2 separate regions of the Zea mays genome follow, and region 2 is linked to region 1. Evidence: chromatin contacts called from public Hi-C data. All regions are on one chromosome and are shown on one strand. Each heading gives the region's core, a stretch centred on a gene start, on an enhancer-like site or on the middle of the called end of the contact. The rest is flanking DNA. Distances are from core to core; before and after follow the strand shown.

Region 1 (7,726 bases), core at 1,148-3,647:
AAGTTTCAGGAATTTGTCAAGATTTGTTTCTGAAACTTGTTTCCTGTACATTGATGTGCAGAGGTACGGGCCTGTCATCTCTACCATCCCGCAGCAGCTTTCTAGGTTCCAGTTCAACATGGTTAGCTCTTAGGGTGATGATACAAGAAAACCAATGTGGCCAAGGCAGCTCTTCGGTTGCTGAGCTAGCTGATCAACGTACCCTGACTGATTTTATTTCATTGTGCTGGATTTTTTTATATAGACTACTACTATCTAGACATGCATTTCTGATTGTATTGTTGTTGAATTATCCTGTTATGTCGCATCCCATGGGCAGATCCAGTCTAGGATATGTACACCTGATAACTTAGTTAAAAAAAAGAAAAGAAAACCGAAGGTAGTGTGTGTATAGATCGTACTGTAGTATGCATGTAACCGGATCAGATCCGTTTTCAGGTAGATTGCTCTAGGTTGGGTTATTTATTGCATTAATTGCACAAGCTAGATGCCATGTGTACTATTGTCGAAAAGGGGTTGCAGGTCAACCTTGCGTAGATGTTAAATGCAGTCTCAAATATTTTATCCGAAGGTGTGTTCTAGTACTGGCATGCCATTGATTACGTCATCCAAGCATATGTTGTTGCATCTTATATGTGAATAGCCACATGGTCTGAACTTAAAGTTTCTAGAGGAACAAGTTCTTCAGATGATGCTGCATCTTACCCGTTGGAGTTCTTAACTGTTCCAGTTGCATTTGAGCTCGTTATTTTCATCATCCTCTTCCCATATTGCCATGTTTCCCCTTGAGAATGAAGTGCGCTCCGCATTTTCCAAGTACTCCACAAGAGAGCTAAAGAACATTCTCAACAAAGCATTTTTACCCAAAAAACAAACAAACAAACCAGATTTTGGCTACAAAGGGCCTGTTTATGGGCTGCGACTAACAGGTTTAACTGACTTTAGGTGTGTGTTTGGTTCGTAGTCATAGTTGTTGCGAGATTTTTCTGCTGCAGCATGAGTGTCACTCGTCAATAACTCAGTGTGTGGCAAGATATCAAGATTCTCTTAGACGTGTCAAGTTGTGGTAGAGAGTTTGAGGTTCTAACCTTAGGCAAGTGTGATAAAAAACATGTAGCAATTTGTGGCACTTTAGGCATGCAACCAAACATCGGAATTGTTGTCAAAGTCATGTTGTAAATATTGAGGTGCTGTCTGGTTCACATATTTATAACTTGATGTGTAATTGATAACGTTACATCATGTTTGTTTAGTTCTATCCGTAATCAGTACCACACTAGAAATTAATACTGGTCTATTCAAACTTGTTACCACTAATAATCGATTGTAAATCATTACCGTTGCTATTTACGTTACATTTTATGAACCAAAAAACATATGAGTTACTGCCTTCCAACTTTCCAAGCATATTAAAAGACACCACCTAAAGAACAAGTGTTATGTTTTGAACCGGGTCTGGCGCCCTCGGGCGTAAAGGCTAAAACAATCTTTTTAGAGTTTGTTCGTTTTAATTTTAATCCATGCGGATTGAGCAAGATTGAGTGTGTTTAAATTCCTGACAAGTTGATTATTTTATAATTTCTTTCAATCTCATTTGAATGGGGTAACCAAACAATGCTCGAGTTTAGGAAAAGAAAGGACTCTCTTCATCAGTTTCGTACATGTGAAGCACGAAGATTTATTTTTCCCTCTTGCTAGTCGTCTATCATTGAACTGTTGCCCTACACATGAGTCATGAGAAACCACAAAAAACGCAGCGTTCTCACACAGTACCACTTCACTCACTGAAGGAGTGCGAGTGACCGAACCGGCTATAAAAATGGCTTTTGCTCCTTTTTAACTCATATTTTTTCGGATTTTGGTTAAGATAGAGTATAATATTTGTTATTATCAATTTAATATCTGGTATATGAATCTATGTCAACTTCAATATTAAATACTCCACCCGTTTCAAAAATACAATTCGTTTGACTTTTTCTATCTCAAGTTTGACCACTTGCCTTATTTAAAAAATTCATGAGAAAATGAGAAACAAATTATAAATTGGAACTGAGAGAGTATATTTTTATCGGTATTTTCTTGTTAGGACCGTTGCAATGCACCGATATTGTACTAGCTTGGAGTAATCTCCGAGTCCATGTTGTTTGTCAAGATTTTTTTATAAAGATCCACACCAAAATTCTTTCTTGGCCATCCGGACAGGGTTGGTAATAGCTTTTTTTTCACTTTTCCTTTTTTTTTTCTGATTAACGACAGCTTAAAAACGAGCTGTCTCTCTATCTCCTTTTTAATTTTATTTTAATCTCCCTATCGTGGCGGTCCCGTGGCTGAATCAGTGGGGTAGAAGTAGCACTAGCGAGGAATATACCACTATCCGAGGAGCAGAAACCCGAACAACATTTTTTTTTAAAAAAATCTGCGGTTCAAAGCCCAGCCCAGGGTTGTTGCGGTGCGGGAAGGAGCAAGTTTGGCTTGACAAGTTGGGCGCAGTTGGCTTTTGCCTCGTCCCCTCCGCCGCCCCGTTGCCGAAACAAAACTCGCTCTTCGGACAAAACGCCAACGCCAGGGCGAGCGAGCGAGGTGAGGTCACCTACCAGCTCCCACAGTCGCACTCCCCCCTCGCGCCGTCCCGTCGTAGGAATGGAATGAGGCCGAGGCCCCTCCTCCTCCTCCTCGTCGTCGTCGTCGTCGTCGGTGCTTCTCCCGTGACAGGCCTCCCTTCCTCCGGTCCGGTCGCCCTCTGACCCAATCCGCATACATCCACCAACCAGTACGTGAGCACTCACTCCTCCGTCTCCGTCTCTGTCTCTGTAATCCGCTTTTGTTTCTCTCGTCCCGACCTCTCCTTTTCCCAGGCTTTGATTTGCGCTGTTTCCGATTGTACTCGTGCTCCGCCCGCTACGATACAGGACAGGGGAGGATGGATTTGTCCAGGCTCGCCTCCGTCGCCGGGCCCAGCCGCGCGGCCCCGCGGGCGGGCCTGCAGATCGGCGCCGCCGGGAATGGCTTCCGCGTCTGCTCCCTGCGGCACCGCGGCGCCGGGAACGGGCGCCTCACGTCCGCCGCCGCCCTCCTCCGCGGCAGCAGCGGGCTCTTCTACCTGGCTCCCGCGCGCGGGGGCCCTCCCCGTCTCCGCGCCAGAGGGCGGCCGCGGTGCCAGGGCAGCGACTCGTTGGCCTACGTCGACGGCCCCTTGGAGGCCGCCAAGGGCTCCGGCGAGGTCTACGACGACGATGCCACCAGCTCGGGGCCCGACGACGACGACAATGACAAGGGCCCCGCCGACGTGGACGGTCTCCGGGAGATGCTGCAGAGGTGCAGGAACGAGCTCGAGGTGGCCAGGCTCAACAGCACCATGTTCGAGGAGAAGGCTCAGCGGATATCCGAGTCGGCCATCGCGCTCAAGGACCGCGCCGAAGGCGCCCAGAGGGACGTGTCCGCGGCCGTCGCCACCGTGCAGGAGGTCATCGTCAAGGAGGCGGACGCCAAGGAGGCCGTCCAGAAGGCTACCATGGCGCTGTCGATGGCCGAGGCCAGGCTGCAGCTGGCGTCCGAGGCGCTGGATGCCAAGCGGGGGTCGGTCGGGCCCATGGAGGTTAGCATCGAAGGCGTGGAGGAGGAGGCCCTTGTGTCTGCTCAGGAAGAGATCAAGGATTGCCGGGCAGCCTTGTTGCGGTGTGAGGAGGAGCTGGAACGCATCCAGGAACAGAAAATGAACCTGCAGAAGGAGGTTGATAGGCTCACCGAGCTCGCTGAGAAGGCCCAGTTGGATGCATCCAAGGCCGAAGAAGATGTCACCAATATAATGGTGTTGGCTGAGCAGGCGGTGGCTCTTGAGATGAAAGCCACGCAGCGTGTCAACGACGCGGAGGCGGTGCTGCTGAAAGCGGAGAAGGTCATATCCTCGGTTGACACCGTGGTGGAGCTAACATCACTTGCTGAAGAGCAGAAAAGCGCTGAAGAGGATAGCGTTTCTGAAGGGTATGAGTATAGCAGCAATGGCACTGATGATGTTCCTGTGAGGGATGAGGTGTCAAGTATCGAGCGTCTAATGGTAGGTGACTTGACTGTTGAGGGCATTGAGCAGCTTGAACCATCCCGTGAAATATATGATGAAGCAAGCAGCGATAAGATGTCCGTTGAGCCTCAGAAAGAAGCTGAGCCTGATTCAGACAAGTTGAAGCAAGGGAAGAAGCAGGAAATGGAACGAAAGGAGTTCACCAAGGAACCACTGAGTGCTCAAAAATCACTGAAGAAGAGATCATCCCGCTTCTTCCCGGCATCTTTCTTCTCCTCCAAAGCTGATGGAGAGTTTACACCTACATCTGTCTTTCGGGGGTTAATGAAATCAGTGCAAAAACAGGCTCCCAAGCTTGTTGTTGGGATATTGCTTCTTGGTGCAGGGTGAGTCACATGACAATTGCTTTGTGTTTTATAGGTTTTGCATTTTGCAGTGAAGATTTGATTTCAGATAACTGCACTCCATCAATTTACCTTGTTTTCTGTTGTTTGTGTACAGATAAAAAACATACTGTATCCTGTGTATAGTCACCTCTTCTTTGCACTGAAAATTTGAAATGGGAATGGAAGTGTTTTCCTTATTATAACTGCTGGGCATCATTTTCATTCATATCAGTTAGCCAATACCTTAAAGTTTTTTTTTGTTTTATGGGTCCCGTAGGGCCTTCTTCTTAAATAGAGCTGAGAAGAGTCAACTATTTCAGCAGCAAGAAATTGCCACAAGTATTGGAAAGGTAACCTCCACGACAAAGCCCATAGTTCGTGAGATACGGCAAATTCCACAGAGAGTAAAGAAGCTAATAGAGCTCTTACCTCATCAAGAGGTACAATTTCCTCATCTGAACTTGCTCATCTTCTGATTTCATTTTGTGTACTTCGAATGATATTCAACTGTTATGATGAAACTTAGCTTGCATGTAAATTTCCTTACACTCGTCATTTCCCTATTCAGGTAAATGAGGAAGAAGCTTCACTTTTCGACATACTGTATTTGCTTCTTGCCAGTGTTATTTTTGTACCATTATTTCAGAAAATCCCTGGAGGTGAGATACATTCTAATATTGTTTGTGCACGGCATAGTTCAGCAGCATCTGTAGTTTTTTGCATTATTTTGGTCACTCAAGCAAGTTTGCAATTGAACTAAACGGTTCCCCCTTCTAGTCTCATCAACTTTTAGTGTTTTAGTCACAACTGCCAACTGTGGACCATGCTTTTCCTGAATTGAAATGCATGGACTTCTGAAGTTAGGAGTTAGAATGCATGAACTCATGTGCATACAAAAGTTGAGAAACATCTGTGATTAAGATCATCAGTTTTCATGGAAGTTTTTGTGACCTTCTGCAAATAAATTTTACCTTGATATCTTAGGCAGTCCTGTTCTTGGATATCTTGCTGCTGGTGTCCTCATTGGTCCATATGGGCTCTCCATCATCCGTAATGTGCATGGGACAAAGGCAATTGCGGAATTCGGAGTCGTGTTCTTACTGTTTAACATTGGACTTGAGGTACACAACTAAGTGCCTTTGGATACTATTTCTACTTTCAGCAAATACTGGCTTAATATCCTACACCTGCAGCTTTCTGTGGAAAGGCTAAGTTCGATGAAGAAGTATGTCTTCGGCTTGGGATCTGCTCAGGTTCTGTTCATGCTAACGCAACCATCAAACAGTTATCATTACTCAATTACTCCCTGATAAATGTGTACAATTGGCAGGTGCTAGCTACTACTGCAGCTGTTGGTGTGATAGCTCATCGTTTTGCTGTGCTACCAGGACCAGCAGCAATTGTTGTTGGGAGTGGCTTGGCTCTGTCATCCACGGCTGTTGTCTTGCAAGTACTTCCTTGAAACCACACTTGTTTATTAAACTCTTGTTTCTTTGTTACTGATCGAACATATGGGCAGAAATATGTACCCCTGATAAATATTCTCAGCTAATATGACTTGCCATTTAGTATTTAAGAAGCTACTAGGGAAATTTGTTTTCTTGTCACGCTTCAAAATGCCATGTTCAGGCATGAACTAGGTTTCATTTAAGCGATTGCAAAATTCTAGTCCCTCCGATCAAAGACATTTTTACATTTTGGACAAAAGCCAATGTCCCCAACTCTCCATTCTGTTGCTTTGATCACTGTTTACTATTTGTGATGCAATCAAATTGATATATTATGAAAGTTCTTCCAACCCATGTTTTTTCTGTTTCCAATTCAAATATTCGATTGGAATCATGCCTGATTCATTATGTTCTCATGACTGGGAATTATATGTTTATCTGTACTTTCCAAGTTTTGTGATGATCATTTGTTGCTTGGCCTTTAAGCATTTACTGTTCTGATTTTCTAGGTATTGCAAGAGCGTGGTGAAAGTACGTCGCGTCATGGACGTGCCACATTTTCTGTGTTATTGTTCCAGGTATAATCTCACTGTGCTCAGATATGTTCCCTGTTTTTGAAATAACACAGCTTATGCTCCAGCTTTCCATTTGTTCATTTCTTGCTAATGTACTTCAGCACATCACTTCTGTTTACAACTTTTAGATCACACCTCAGTACTTCACAGTTGCATATCTTTATTTGCTGTTTACATCTGTGATGCATACATGATAGTATCAACTTGCATGGCATACTCATTCTGAAGCATTGCGAGCCTTCAATCCTTTAGTAATGTTAATCTAGCTTGCCTTTTTAATATATTTTCTCGTGTTGTCCCCAGGATTTGGCTGTGGTGGTCCTGTTGATATTAATACCTCTCATATCACCTAATTCTTCAAAAGGAGGGGTAACCATTTTATCTTTATGCTCTTTTCCTTGTCTGCCCTAGGACCTTTTGCTTATTGGTACACATAGTTTATGTGCTTGATAGCCAACTGAGATTATGAGTCTACTGTAGCACGAGAAACTAGTCTTGAAGACCAATAGTAGTATGTTTTTATTGACTACAAGCACTTCAAAACTCATGTTAAATCAAAATTCCCATGGAATTCTTGTTGCTATTCAGGACCCTTAGAGTTTGATTGTAGCAATAGGCATTTCTATATTTCAGATGGCATAGGTGAAATGCAAATTTGTAGTATTAGTGACTAATCAGCAGGATTATCCTTGTGCATGTTATTAAGTAAGAAAAAATGTTCAGTAGTCCTACGATATGCAAATTTTGGAAGTAGCATCCAACTTGAGGATGATATATGGGGCCTAGGGCCACGTGTGAGTGATGCAGTCAATGCCTTCACAGTTTCATGGCTTTTGAGGTGTCACCTAGGCATTGAGGTATACCCCAGGATGCCACAAGGTTTTAGTTATGCCATATCACGTAGGCGTCCAGGCATACCCCCCAGTGCCATGGGACGCCGCAACGCCTCAAAAACCATGCCCAGTTTACACCTCCTTTTGATCTGTTTGATCCTTGAGACCTTTGTGCAATACGTGTTTTTTTATAGGTTGGTTTCCAAGCAATAGCAGAAGCCATGGGAATGGCTGCAGTCAAAGCAGTAGCTGCTATAACTGCCATAATTGCTGGAGGTCGTCTGGTGAGTTTACTGTTCATTTACATTATTTTCCCTATCCTTTCTGGGACTTTTTTTGTGTGCCATATGTAGACTCTAGGCTCAGCTGGACATGGGCTTGTTTCTTTGCTTGCATGCATGTTTCAGTTTTTTCTCCTTGCAGCTGAATTTAATCTGCAACTATGTAATGAGCAATTTCCATTTTG
Region 2 (7,396 bases), core at 2,115-4,614, 300 kb after region 1:
CGACCCAAGGGGGTCCAGACACGCAACTTGGCCACCCAGACTGAAACCTGCGAGTCCCGAGCATGTATCAAAGGATGGCTAATATCAGACAGGGAACCCTATGGGTGTACTACTAACGCTCCCTAGCTGAAGCTGTGTACAGATCCAGATCCTGACGAGGTTGCCTCCCGAGGGTTGTTGACAACCTTTTCAGATACGCTGGTATCCAACCTCAACACATTGAGCCTGCATCCCAGGCGGGGGGACAGGTACCAGGGAGGAGTCAACAATATCGCACATAGCAGAAACAAGTTGAAAATAGATAAGTGCTAATACTGCTTAATAAATAGTACTCTTGAGTACCTTACAAAAAGCGAAAGTATTACATCTGTTTTCAAGTGGAGCCCTAGTTCCATCTCTACTCTACATGTATGAACTACCTCCACACCAGTAGGGCCACGAGATAGCTAGCTCTGAGCGGCTCGCCAGCGGAGGCGACCACCTCAGCACCGACAGCTAGAGATGGCAATGGGTACCCGAAACTCGAATACCCGACGGGTTTTACCCGATATGAAGGCGGGTACAGGATGATTTCTCTACCCGCAGGTATGTTAATGGGTAAAAACCTCTACCCGTTGGGTAGACGGGTACGAGTACGGGTTGGTACTACCCATACCCGTCTACCCGTGGGTAAAATATACCCGCATCGATAGCACTATAAACATCTAATAGAGTCCAACTTAGCTAGAATAAAACCCTTCTCTAGTTATCATTTGTCTAGATACCAAGTTATGTAATCATATGATTTGTTATATGTGAAATCGAAGTTGTTTTTTATGTTTATCTAATATTTTGAGTGATTGGTATATTGGAATTTAATTCTTTCCTAGCGGGTACGGGTTACCCGACGGGTAAAAGTACTCGCGCGGGTACGGGTATGGGTAAGATTTTATACCCGCGAGTATATATGGGTAACCTGACGGGTAGAATTTTTTTTGATGGGTACGGGTATGGAATGGTACTACCCGACGGGTATGTACCCATTGCCATCCCTACCGACAGCGGCGACCACCTCTGCACCGACGACTCACCAGCAGTGGCGATCACCCCAGCGTGTGCGCCATTGCGAAAAGGTCCTCGCCCCCGTCTTCCTACGGGGGGCGACAACGAGGCCATTAAAGCCAAAGAGTTGGGGGCTCGGCGGTAGGTGGCACTGATGGTCTCGCCAGCGAAGGCAACCACCTCTGCAATGGGCAGCCTCACCAGCGGCGGCGACCACCTTAGCACCGACGACAGCGGCCACCTCTGCACCGGTAGGCGGCGGCTGCCTCAGCATGCGCAAAGAGGTCCTCGCTCCCGTCCTCCCACGGGAGTGAGGACAAGACCATCCAAGAACGCGGCCGCCACCCCTTACGGCCTACGACATCTTGTACAACCCTCCGGGGCGACGTCAGAGCAGTACGATCGGCGGCGCGGGAGACGTCATGGATGTGGCGGACCTGCGCACGGCGCGACCGTCGCTCGTGCGGTGGACGGACAACCACGCCCCAACCAAACGGCAGGAGGCAGCGTCGGAGGCGGCGCCGAAGCCACCCAAGCCGAGGAACCGGGCACGCGGCAGCTGATGGCGCCTGCAACCGGCCGGCCCCGTGTACCCAAGGTTCGCCTCCTCCGCAAGGCTGGTGGACGCGCTTCTCCCCTGAATGCTGGAGGAAGAAGCGGGTCGCCAGCCCATACGGAAGGCAGGACCCTAGCTCGGCTCGCCCTCCTCCCTAGTGCGGATGATGAACATCCTTGAAGTTGAGGGCAGGGGGAGGCCACAGCCCGACTCGCTTCTCTCCACCACAAGGCTGGTGGTCATCCCTCTAGATGACCACTAGCGAGAGATTGCAGCCGAGCTGCATGATGAAAATCCTTTAAGCCGAGCGATGGCGGAACAGCGCCAACCCCCACGGGGTTGCGCTCCTCTCACAACAGCAAGAAGAAGACAAGATCGACAACACCACCATGAGCGCGAGCTCTCCGGCGGTGAGATCGCCGGAGGAGGTGGCCCTGACGTGGATCCCTCTAGAAAACACCGATGCACCTCATCTGGAGGCCTGGAAGGCGGAAGGGCGCGATGAATGCAAGAGGAGCGAGGCATGGCTACTGCCCGGGAGATCGACCCCTTTTTAAAGGCAGATTTCCCCACTCGCGCCCCGAAGCGTCACGGGCAAAGTCTCCCCTGACGTGCACCAGGGTTCCCACCCTATGACACGGGGGCCAGGCCCCACATGTCATACAAACTGGCCCGAAGCATGAAGAAGGCGAACCACCGCACAAGGAGCGTGCAACTGCCCCGTGGTTATGCACCCCTTCATTTTCGAGGCAACCAGCGGTCAAAAAGGCGAACCGCCACGCAGGAAGCGTACAAACGCCCCGCGGTTGTGCGCCCCCCTCAGTTTCGCTGCAACCAGTGGTCCAACATGGGGGCCCAGGCCCACACGTCAAGCAACAGGCGCGCCGGTTACTGGGTGCGGAAAAATCACACCGCCGCTCGCGCCAATACCACGTCTTCTCGGGGCCGTCGCGGAAGACTGAAAAGATAAGTTTTCAGAACCAGTGCAGCGACTCAAGGCATCTCATGCATGGCCCAACAGTGACATTAGGTACGAAGGCCACGGGCCAGTCAACCGTGGGAATAAGCGTGGCAGTCGGCATGACCATAGGCAGGCCGGTAGTAATTGCGTCAACAGGCGCGCAGGAGCAGCAGGCCAACCGCTAATCAGACTCTGCCCCCACCTACAGGCTCGCATCCTCCCTGAGGCGGGCCCGGGGGCCACTGTCGGTACCCTGGATCAGGGGTACCCTCTTCTATAGTATGAAGACGTTGTACACGTACGACGTCTCTAGGCCACACGGAGAACGACACCCGACCCCACCGCATGGGCAGGTCTAAGGGCACCACGTGGCAAGGAAAGATAGTACTATAGTGTAAAACAATGTTTTACATGATAACATACACAATCAAATATACACAATCTCAGGCTATTTTCAGCACCTTACCCATCCTCGTACCTATATTTAAACTCAACTAATGCAGTGAATCTAGCCACAAATATAAACACATACATCAAATACGGTATGAATCTATTAGGGAGTGTTTAATTTATAGTGATTAATTTTTAGTCCCTCTATTTTATTTTATTTTAGTCTATAAATTGCTAAATACAGAAACTAAAACTATAAATATTTACAATTTAGATGTTAAAATATAATAAAATAGAGTGAGGGACTCAGAATATAAATTATATAGTAAATTATAAATATTATTCATTTACAATTAAAAAAGAAAAAAAAATTTAACATCCAAATAAATATCCGGATCCATCTCGACCACAGTAACACGGACCGTCGTCCAAATCCATTGACTGCGGTGAGTGACTCATGAACGCGACGCTGCGGGTAGGTGGAGCGCATGTGACTGAGGGCTGAGGCGCCGTGCAGAGCAGCCGACCAGAAAGTGGCGGACCTCCTTTTCACAGGACAGGCCGGCGGCCGGGTAGGAAAAGCCCAAAACCTCTCTTCCTGCTGCCCCTCGCTGTTCGCTGCCTCCCCTCCACTCTCCACTGTTCACTCCCAGTCCCCACCAGCACCAGGCACAGATCACTCGCTTCCCCACTCGCTCACGCCAAAACCACCGCGCCGAATCCGAATCGAGTCGAGCACGAGCGAGCAAGCAAGGAGCTAGCGCACGCATCTAGGCTAGGCGAGAGCACCAAAGGAGGCGCCGCGGGTGGCGGCGGAATGGGAGGGCCCCTCGGCGCGATCATCGGCCGCTACCCGTCGGCGGCCGGCGGCGACGAGCAGCTGGGAGGCGGCGCCGGAGGCGGCATTATACGCCACGACCGCAGGTGCCGCGACATCGCCGTTCTCGTGCTCTTCGCCGCCTTCTGGGTCGCCATGATTGTCAACTCCAGCTTCGGCTTCAACCAGGGCAACCCGCTCAGGTCAGTCAGATTCGCTGCCCCCCCTCTCCCTCAAGATCTGCGCTCGATCTTCCTAGCTGAGCCTGGGTGCTGCCGGTGGTTGTGAGATGCCTCGGCGACGACTCGCTTTGAGTTTGGTCACCTCAATTTCGGCTGCTCTCATCTCTTTGAGAACTGAGAGACACACACTTTTCAAGAACTCTGCTTTTGGAGTGTGGGAGGCTCCCGAAAATTAGATCGATACCAAAATTGGGTGAAACCGCTTGTCTCTGGATTTTGTTCTTGCTCTAATAATGAAACAACAAGCAATGTTGAGGATTTACCAAAGTTGCGGATCTTGCTTGCTATGGCCTAAAGGGGTGTTTGGTATCTAGGGACTAACATTCCACTTTAGTTCGTAAATTGCTAAATATGGAAACAAAAACTCTATTTTAGTTTTTATATTTGATAATTTAGGAACTAAAATAGAATAAAATGAAACCAAACACCCCCTAAGGAATACTCCTACAATACAACGTGTACCACTTAGTTACTACTTACTAGTATGTTATTTGTAGTGTGGAGCGAATCTTTGTCTTGCTTCGTTAGTCTAACCGGATTTAGCTTTAGAGAGGCAAAAGAAAGAAGGAAAGAAAGAAAGAAAGAAGTAAAAAAAGATAGAGCCTTTACTGCTTATACTAGTATAAAGGAGCTTGTGGCCCAAGGAATTGTATCGCCTACCTAAAACCCAGCAATACAGGATACAGCTAAAAAGTTATGGTCTCATAGGCAGAAAGCAGGTGAAAGTTGGTGGTCATATATTCTCTCAAAGGCAGAAAGCAGGTGAAAGCCCGGCCTGATAAGGGCTTGTTCGGTTAGCTCTAAATCCATGTGGATTGAGTGAGTTTAAATCCCAAGCAAGTCAAAGTTCTTCTAAATTTTTTCCAATCCCATCCAATACATGTATGATGGGAATAACCGAACAAGGCCTAAACAATGTGTTTTTAGGGATAAAATCCAGTGTTGTGGATCTTCTTGAGTATTCATACAACCAGTATGCTGTCACCAGTCACCATTTTACCACCATTACATGTTTCTTATGCAGCAGTTGTGTTTTAGGTCCAGATGCTGATGCTATTTTCTAGTTGCTTGTGCTGTCTTTGTCCATGCAACCAACTGTTGTTGATGTCTGGTTGGTTGTTGGAGTTCCCGCTCCATCAGTTAAGATTTATATTTAGCTGAAAGCAGCTCCAAGCACTATCAAACAGACTGACTGGCTGTAATGGAAGATTGATCGATATTGTTAATTTCTGCATCTACGGCAGTTTAACAAAAGATAACATCCTGTGCTATGACCACACAGGCTGACTTATGAACTGGACTACAAAGGGAACGTTTGTGGCGATAAGCATGGCAACCCAAATTTGCAGGAGCTGGATGTTAGATACTGGATGAATCCGAATCAAGTCTACCAAAGTGGACTCAAGAACAGCAAGGTTAACCTGGCTGATGCCAAAGCCATCTGCCTGATGGAGTGCCCAAATCCAGCTGTAGATGGATTGAACTATATTTGTGATTATCCAGAAGGGAACATAGACCTCTCTGTTGATGATTGGATCAATAGGGACTATGACTATTATGAGTTTCTCACACCAGACATGAAGAATAGCTCACTTCAACTCCAGGGTCCATGCTACCCTATAATATTTCCAACTGTAAATGGTAATATTAATCCTGCCGTCATTTTAAAAGTTATAAGGGTTAGATAGAGTGGCATGACTTATTTATTCTGTAAATTCATACTGTAACCGTGAGATAAGCATTTCAATTTTCTTCCCCTTTAGTCTATTGGAGCTGCCAATTTATTGCACGTGCATCCAATGTTTCTTTGAAGCACTGGCATGAGACGGGTGGTGTCAGCATTGATGAAAATATCCTCATTGATAAAACAGTGCACAAGGCCATCGATTCTAGATCTGCTGTATTAAAGGTTTGTAAACTTTTTGGTATATTTTTCTTGCCTGCCTAATCATTTTTATCTTCACAAAGCGTTCCTGTTTTGTATGGCATCAAATGACAAATGGTTCATCCTGAATTTGCTTTAAACTACACATGTCAAATTCCTGCTCAACTCAAGATTGATAACTATTCTGTTGCATTTAAAGAAAATCCTGCTGCGGCCTAATGTATATAGCATGTTACATACTTCAATTGGTTTATCCTCTACTGCAGAGATATATTGCAGACATTGGGAAGTCCTGGCCTGTGTTCATCGTTTGTGGTGGAATTCTCCCTGTTTTCCTGTCAGTTATCTGGTTGCTTATGATTCGTTATTTCGTTGCTGCCATGACTTGGATTACAGTAGTCCTCTTCAATGCCCTTGTTATATCTGTAACGATGTTCTTTTACATCAAAGGTATGATTCACTGCTCCACTTCCTAGTTACAAGGTATTTATTCACAAAGAAAGCTTTTTGCACACATACCTAATCCATGGTTCACTTCCTGCAACTGCTGCATCAAACATTCAGCTGGCTGGATAGGCAATGACCCCTTAACTGTTGTCATTGGTGAAAGTGATCCATATGTTCACATAAGTGGACGGGTAAGTATCTCCATCTGAATCAATCTGTTGCAAGACATATCTGCTTCTGCTTGAAATCTTATAGTCCATCTTCTTGCCAGGAAATAAGTCACCTTCATACTATTACAATCCTAATGACAGCAGTAATGATCATTGCTTTCCTGTCCTCAATAGCTATTGTCCGCCGTATACTGATAGCAACACCTGTCTTAAAGGTAAGCAAAATCGTTGGATACATGACAAGTATTGCATAGGGGCATTAATAATCACCTCTATATTTCGAATGTGATAGCTGATAGCTCCTACCAATAACCATTACACATGGCTTCAGGTTGCTGCAAAGGTCATTGGTGAAGTTCAGGCACTGATAGCTTTTCCACTTTTGCCGTGCCTGATCCTTTCTATCTTGTATATGTTCTGGTTTTCTGCTACACTCCATCTCTTCAGCTCTGGTCAAGTTGTCCGAAATGATTGCAATACTGATTGTTGTTCATATGATCTGAAGCTGGGAAAAGTAAATTGTGACAACTGCTGTGGGTACAGCATCCATTACACCCCTCATATCAGCATTGCCATTCTATTTCACTTATTTGGTTGCTACTGGGCGACTCAATTCATTCTCGCATGCTCTTCAACTGTGGTTGCGGGATCAGTTGCTTCATACTACTGGGCGCGTGGTGAAATATCAGTAAGCACCTGGAAGTCTGAAATATACTGAATTGCTTCACATAAAAATTCTCCCTGCTTAGTTAGTTTTTTTTTGCCGTTTTAGTCTATGTATATTCTCCCTTGCTGATCACTCAAGTAATTTCATTGCAGCATGATATACCATTTCTCACTGTAGTCTCTTCACTGAAGCGACTGATGCGCTACAGCCTTGGATCTGT

The links. Hi-C and Micro-C count contacts between places; a contact is called where the count stands out from the background.
Region 2: a Hi-C map of leaf shows a contact between it and region 1, with 1.8 times the contacts expected there. The contact joins the promoter of LOC103645752 here to the promoter of LOC103645748 in region 1. A contact is called at or near these places in 5 of 25 Hi-C or Micro-C datasets (bundle sheath, ear, leaf and 1 more).

What each region holds. Positions count from the first base shown.
Region 1 is chr2:1,223,552-1,231,277 of Zm-B73-REFERENCE-NAM-5.0, forward strand. It overlaps LOC103645748 (K(+) efflux antiporter 2, chloroplastic), which reads left to right and starts at 2,398. Exons shown (of 21, transcript XM_008670449.3): 1 at 2,398-2,770; 2 at 2,910-4,404; 3 at 4,682-4,844; 4 at 4,973-5,063; 5 at 5,389-5,525; 6 at 5,598-5,657; 7 at 5,735-5,854; 8 at 6,362-6,430; 9 at 6,731-6,796; 10 at 7,455-7,544. The coding sequence starts at 2,921. LOC100273812 reads left to right here. Exons shown (of 7, transcript NM_001148213.1): 7 at 62-485. The coding sequence ends at 133.
Region 2 is chr2:1,518,624-1,526,019 of Zm-B73-REFERENCE-NAM-5.0, forward strand. It overlaps LOC103645752 (choline transporter protein 1), which reads left to right and starts at 3,365. Exons shown (of 10, transcript XM_008670454.3): 1 at 3,365-3,968; 2 at 5,290-5,648; 3 at 5,771-5,916; 4 at 6,159-6,342; 5 at 6,457-6,530; 6 at 6,611-6,724; 7 at 6,841-7,197; 8 at 7,329-7,396. The coding sequence starts at 3,766.